2 separate regions of the Pan troglodytes genome follow, and region 2 is linked to region 1. Evidence: chromatin contacts called from public Hi-C data. All regions are on one chromosome and are shown on one strand. The core of a region is the stretch at or near the end of the contact, and the rest is flanking DNA. Distances in the headings are between cores, read along the strand shown. Region 1 overlaps LMO7 (LIM domain 7). Region 2 has its middle 470 kb from the start of LMO7.

The links. A called contact is a pair of places that touch in the nucleus more often than the background predicts.
Region 2: a Hi-C map of induced pluripotent stem cells shows a contact between it and region 1, with 2.7 times the contacts expected there. The contact joins two enhancer-like sites. A contact is called at or near these places in 2 of 7 Hi-C or Micro-C datasets (both in induced pluripotent stem cells).

The regions. Positions count from the first base shown.
Region 1 is chr14:81,372,182-81,375,753 of NHGRI_mPanTro3-v2.0_pri, forward strand. All of the region lies in intron 8 of LMO7 (LIM domain 7), which reads left to right. Among named protein-coding and RNA genes, the nearest start is that of LMO7, 140 kb to the left of the region's middle. Within about 2 kb of position 1,275, at least 2 of the 24 cell types and tissues checked have an H3K27ac peak or open chromatin away from gene starts, as enhancers often do. A contact at or near this core is called in induced pluripotent stem cells, where this site is marked.
Region 2 is chr14:81,706,028-81,709,551 of NHGRI_mPanTro3-v2.0_pri, forward strand. No RefSeq gene overlaps it. Among named protein-coding and RNA genes, the nearest start is that of LMO7, 470 kb to the left of the region's middle. Within about 2 kb of position 1,659, at least 7 of the 24 cell types and tissues checked have an H3K27ac peak or open chromatin away from gene starts, as enhancers often do. A contact at or near this core is called in induced pluripotent stem cells, where this site is marked.

The sequences.
Region 1 (3,572 bases), core at 25-2,524:
TTCGCTCTTGTCTCCCAGGCTAGAGTGCAATGGTGCAATCTCTGCAATCTCTGCTCACTGCAACCTCCGCCTCCCAGGTTCAAGCGATTCCCTGCCTCAGCCTCCTGAGTAGCTGGGATTACAGGCATGTGCCACCATGTCTGGCTAATTTTGTATTTTTTTCAGTAGAGATGCGGTTTCTCCACGTTGGTCAGGCTTGTCCTGAACTCCTGACCTCAGGTGATCCGCCCTCCTTGGCCTCCCAAAGTGCTGGGATTACAGGCGTGAGCCACTGCGCCCGGCCGGCTTTTTTTTTTTTTTTTTTAAACAAGTTTTACCATGGAAGGCAGAAAGCCTTTGGGAAGGACATAGGAGTTGGCCAACCTTCTTAGGTAAATAGGATTAAATAGAAGGAAAAATAGAGGGAGGCTTCGAAATCCTGTAACATAGCTAGAGAGTGGCAGGGCTGGAATTGAAACAGTTGTGTCTAACCCAAACCTTGTGCTTGTTGCTGTATACATCTATACATGTGTGTATATACGTATGTGTATATATGTGTGTGTGTGTGTATGTGCGTGTGTGTATATATACACACACGCACATACACACACACAGAGTTTGCTCAGCCCTACCAATGTTACTTTGTCTCTTTAAGGCAAGAGCCCTAATTTTCTCACTTAAAGTGATTTACACTTATGCCAGCTGTTAGATAATTGTAGAGGCTCCTTTAAGGTTTGATCTTCTATGGCATTGCGATTTGTTGGGTTAACTCTGGTGAATTCCGCCTATCTTTAGCTATTCAGTAAATTATTTTGTGAAAGCAGCAATACTGGAAACTGGAAATAATGTTTTCCATAACTTTCCAGTTGTTTATCATCTAGGTGATTTTCCCAGAATTTGTTAGATAACATGAAAAGATTTCACCTGAGTATCTTTCGGTTTAGATTTTCCATGGAATTTGCTTTGATTTCATTTTGTATAGCAGATACTCAGTAAACATCCTGTAAGACTCAGACATGGACTTGGAGTAAGCTGGGTTTGCAGTTTCTGTGAACCGTGCTGGCCTCTGGGAATGAGGCTGCTATGCCACATATTTGAGTGTTCTTTACCCCTTCTGGCTAGAGTTGACTCATGTTTGTGTGAAGTGGAAGGAAACTAAAGCCTCATCCCACGCTTTTGTCTTCCAAAAGAATGCCAAAGAGAGAGACCAATTAAAAGATGAAAGCCTGGCAATGCATTTTAATCTTCTCATCTGCCCATCCTAAGCAGCCTCCAGGCCTTGTCAGCAGGGGGAAGCACTTGAGCCTGTGGAATATTTGCTTGGATTTGTCCTGTGGAACTAACTGGTTACTCAGCTGCTCATTGTTTATACCAAAATGGCTGCCGAAGAACGTGTTGAAATGAAATCAGAGTTTCAGGCTTACCTTTGAATGCATAGCTCTCTGAGGCCCGGAATGGTGGCTGATAGACAAAAAATTTGAAGAGTAAGAGAAGGTGGGAAAAGCCTGGACATATGAGATATATCCACGGGCCATAATTATGTACATGAAATGAGGGATGATAAATAGGGAGAAAATGGCTACTCTTACATCAATTCACTGGGAAATGAAGACCAATCAAACCAAGGGTTTCTCATCCTACCTTTTCTTTCTCTCTCTTTTTTTTTTTTTTTTTTTTGAGACAGGGTCTGACCCCAGGCAGTGGCCCAATCATAGCCTACTGCAACCTTGATCTCCAGGACTCAAGTGATCCTCCTGCATAGCTGGGACTACAGGTGTGCATGACCACTCCTGGCTAATTTTTTGAAAATTTTTCAGTAGAGACGTGGTCTCACCATGTTGTCCAGGTGGTTTTGAACTCCTGGGCTCAAGCAGTCCTCCCACTTCAGCCTCCTAAAGTGCTGGGATTACAGGGGTGTATTAGTCCATTTTCACGCTACTGATAAGGACATACCCAAGACTTGGCAATTTCCAAAAGAAGATTATTGGACTCACAGTTCCACATGGCTCACAATCATGGTGGAAGGTGAAAGGCATGTTTACCTGGTGGCAGACAAGAGAAGAGAGAGAACTCTTGCAGGGGAACTCCTCTTTATAAAATGATCAGATCTCGTGAGACTTAATCATCATCACGAGAACAGCATGGGAAAGACTTCCCCACATGATTCAATTATCTCCCACCTGTTCCCTCCCACAACACATAGGGTTTCAAGATGGTATTTGGGTGGGGATACAGCCACACCATATCAAGGGGTAAGCTGCCATGCCTGGCCCTATCTTACCTTTTTTTTTTTTTAAACTCTCTGTAAGGGATAAAATATATTGGAGTTGGCTTTATGGGAGAGGATTTTAGATTTGACAGACTAGTGGAATGTGTACAGAAGGGTCTAGGGAAAGTTTGTAGCAACAATATCCAAAAGTGAATCCTTGCAGTAAGAAAGCTGGAGAAACATTGAGGAGAAGATGTGCAAATGTGTGGTTAGTCATTGTCAGTCAGGGCTGCTATAACAGAGTATATAGGGTGCATGGCTTCAGCAACAGACACTTATTTCTCATAGTTCTGGAAGCTGGGAAGCCCAAGATTAAGGCACCAGAAGATCTGGAAGTGAGGGACCACTTCCTGGTTCATAGCTGGCACTCTCCATGTGTCCTCACGTAGCAGAAAAGGGCTAGAGAGCTGTCTAGGGTCTCTTCTAAGGGCACAAATTTCATAGATGAGGTCTCCATTCTCATGATCTAAATTACCTCCAAAGGCCCTACCTCCTAATACTGTCACATTGAAGGTTAGGATTTTGGTATATGAATGTTGGGGAGATACATTCAGTGCATTGCTTCCATCCTGTCAGAAAGTGAGGGGATACACTATGGATTCTCCCTGCATGAAGGGTATTATCCCTGTCCTGGATTTATTTTTTGTGACTGTTTCCAGGATTTGTTTCTATAAAGTGACCACTGATTGTGTGAGGAGTCTAAAACTTGACTGTATTAGTGTCAGTTTTGTCAGAAATATTAGGCTGTCATGTCAGATCAGAGTCTTGGGTGACGAATACAGGATGGGTAAGTTTTGAAGGAAAAAACGGGACAGTTCTGGAGCACAAAGTACAATGTGGCCACCAGAGGGTAGTATTTATTCAACAAGGATTTCTTGAACTTCATACTTTACCACTGAGATTCTTGGGGAAAAAGGACAGACTGAAGGGAGCTTTGTACTGACTTTATACTTGTCTTCCTCTCCATTTTTCTCTACTTGGTTAACTCCAATAAAATACATTTTTTTTCACTCAAACTTTTTTTTTCCAAGCAGAGTTACTCTATAGCATTGAATGTGTACCTGTATATAGCACTTGTTATATATTTTATTTGCTTTTTTATTGAAATATTTTATTCAAAGGAACAGAAAATTAATGGCTTTTACAGTGTGACTGAAATATTAATTCTACTGTCTCCCACTAAAGATTTAAGAATTACTTTTATAACAAAGTAATTAAAGTGTTTGTAAAGACACCATCAGCTGAGATAGACTCTCTTGGTACTTATGATTAATCCATTATGAACAGCAATCTTAAAAATAAAATGCAAGAATAAGTACCTGAT
Region 2 (3,524 bases), core at 409-2,908, 330 kb after region 1:
TACACTTGCCAGAGTAATGGTACCCTAGTCGTAGAGAAAGCACTTGCTAAAATATGTGTCATAAAATTGCTTTTCATTTTCCTGGTACATAGAGCTGAGAGGCATTAGGTGTCTTTGAACCTTGACATTTCCTCTCTGTTCTTGTGGCACATTATAATTTATCCTGTCAGCATGCCCCAGATTATTGCTGACTGATCTTGGTTGTGTGCATACAATAGATGGAGTGGAAATTTGAGGCTAAAGTCTCTTCAGAATTATGGACTCCATGACTCCTATAAGGCTCCTGGTAAGTTTCTTGATTTGTTTGAAAGTCTTTCAAAGTGAATGGGTAGACTTTGTTAAGAAAACAACATGCAATGTCAGGAACAGTAGAAGACACTATTGTTTACTGTTAAAAAGAAACTAGCTTCAGCAGCAGTTAAATGAACACATTCAGAAACAGTTATGTGACCATGAAAGATAAATACGACTACTAAGATTTAAGTTCTGTTAAACCTAAGAAAGTTAAGTTCATAACAAAATGAGTAAAACTTCTTTCAATGGTATTTATGAGTGAAACAGAAGTTTCTAGTCTATTTTTCTATGCATGTGAAATTTTCGAAATGATCATTTTTCATATGCTATAGCTCCTTAAATTGGTTTGGATATATGTGTGTACACATGCACACACACACACACACACACAATATTAGTCCTCCATTTCTGTGGGTTCCACATCCATGATTCTGCCAGCTGTCGATGAAAAATAGGGAAAAAACAATACAAATAATACAAAAATAAAAAATAATATAAATTTTAAAATGCAGTATAACAACTATTTACATAGCATTTGCGTTGTATTAAGTATCAAAAGTAATCTAGAGGTAACTTAAAGTATACAAGGGGCTGCGTTTAAATTATATGCAAATACCATGCCATTTTATACCAAGGACTTGAGCACTGAGGATTTTGGTATCTCGTGGGTCCTAGAACCAATCCCCTCCCTAATAGATACTGAGGGATAACTGTATGTATATGTATATGTACATACTTAGTAACTGACTTCTGTCCAGGCATCTTACACATACGATGACACAATCTGAATGTAAATCTTCAATAGACTTTGTTAGGCTTGCTTTCTTTGTTCATTGAGCAGAATGCAATAAGCCAATATGTATAAATAGCACCAGCATAGTCTTCATTTAGTCATCTAGGTGAAATAAGAAAAGTTCCCTATGCCCCTCTCAGGGTGTGCAACGGGGTGTGGCTCGCTTCTTCAGTGCCATGCTGCTCATACTCCTGGAGGGAGCATGCAGATGGAGGGTTGCGGGGCTCCGACTCCACAGCACTATCTAGTGGCGAATGTTTTACAGCCGAAGCCCCAGTGGGCCTGTGTTACAGTGTGCTCTTTCAGTTCTGCCGTCTGTGCGCGGCTTGTGTTAGTCAGCTCAATTAGACCTTTTGCTTTATAGCAAGGACAGAGGGCTTTCTGTATCCCGGGTTCTTGACTCTGTGTGGCTTGGAGAATGAATGCAAAGTTTTATTGACAGTGGAAACTCTCAGCAGATGATGGGGACCCAGAAGGGGCATGGAGCGGGAAGGTGGTTTTCCCCTGGAGTTGGCCGCTCAGCAGCTGGACACTCCTCTGACCGCCTCGGCCAGGTTCCAGTCCTTGTTGTTCACAGGTCAATGGCCTGCCGGCGTCTGCTGGTGCCTGTCGATGTGTTCTTCCGGTCCTCTCCACCTCCAGCCGCCTGTGTGCTCTTTTGCCAGTGTGTTCCTCTCGGCGACCCGCTGCTTCTGTTTCTGCCTGCTAGGGTCTTGGAATTTTTATAGGCACAGGATGGGGGTGTGGCGGGACAGGGTGGTCTTGGAAAATGCAACATTTGGGCAGGAAAACAGAAATGCCTGTCCTCACCTAGGTCCCTGAGCACAGCCCTGGGGGGTGGAGCCCTAGCCAGGGACCTGCCTTTCTCTACCCAGCACTTCCCTGCCCTCTCTCATATCATAGGGACATCTTTATATATTGTCTATGAATATTCAGCATGCAAATTTCTTCATGATACTTAAAAAATATTATGAAAGATAATAAAAACTAGGTGAGGGAGAAATGAAAGACATTTCATTTTTCAAAGAGATTCCTCTGCACAGTAACAGAATTGACCCCATCTTGATGTATTTTTTTCCTCATTGAATGCTTCTGTTAGTAAAGGGGTTTCCAGGTTTTAAGTGATGTTCTTGGAAATCCGCAATCTTCTTGGGAAATTATAAAAACGATAATAGGCTGAAATTAAAAGTTCAAAATAATTATGTGAGAAGGAAAATACAGGAAAACAGACGAATATGACAATCACATGTGGTTCTGAATAGTGTTATTCTCTGTCTACTTATCAAAAGGGCTTTTGTTACATTGAATAACACTTTACTCATGGGTCCATCTAAATTCCTCCTGAATAAGTTCAGGAAAGAAGTGAACTTTTATGCAGTACCCTTTATGGTGCACTATTTTGTTTTAGAGTTGTTATGAAAACAACTCTAAAACCCAGTTGTATCTTTTGAATTTTAACCTTATTCCCACTGAACCTGTAGTTTGTCTAGGCTTTGGCCAGCTGAGAATTGGAACTGGGTGTGGTGATATGTGAGTCCAGTTGTGCTGAACATGCTGTGGAAGATAGAAAAGAAATGAGGTGTGCTTCTTGTTCTCAAGAATCTCAAGATTTGATCATGAGATAATTTGTCTCCTCTTTGTGCATACATGCCCTTGAGCGCTCCTTGAAACAGGAATTAATTATTTAGTTAGTGTCCACTGGGGAAGAAAGAACTATGTTTCCATATTCCGAAAATCTCACAAATCATGAACTTATAGAATGTCAGAGCAGGAAGGGACATTATGAATCATTCTAATCTATCCCTTGAAGTGCCAATTAGGACAATAATTTCTTTGAAACATTATGAAGGAAAATTTTACGATTTTTTTGAAAAGGAAATTAGCAAGTTATCTAGGGTATTAATTTATTTTATGTGAGCCATTTTGAAGCAACAAATCTGAATGGCAAGTACAGGTAGAGATTTTAATCAGAGGAACTTGAGTCTTTGCCCTTGTTTTGTTGAGTGTACAGGAGAGGAAACTAGAAACTTAATCTTAGAGTAATATGAGTGAATTATATCTGTACATTTTCTGGAAAATTGTAGTCCATGAAATTTGACTAAAGGACTGGCATAATTGGTACATTAAATTAAGAAATTATAAGAGAAATTGCATTTTATGTTATATACAAATTTAGAATCATTGCGTTTTCCTGGCGCGAGAACTTTTAGCAAATCTGGGGTTGTGCTGTGCATACGATCTTATAATGTGGTGTTATTATCATTGTGCTGATAAGGAAAAGACTCAGAGAGTTTAAATAATTGTCAAGCTTACAGAACTTCTAACTGGCAGAGCCACCATTTGAAAATAAATCTGCCTGATCTCCAAAGCCAGGGCTCAGCCCACTGACTAAAGTGAGTGCATTCCTAGTGTCTAATGGACGACATCTGAAAATAGC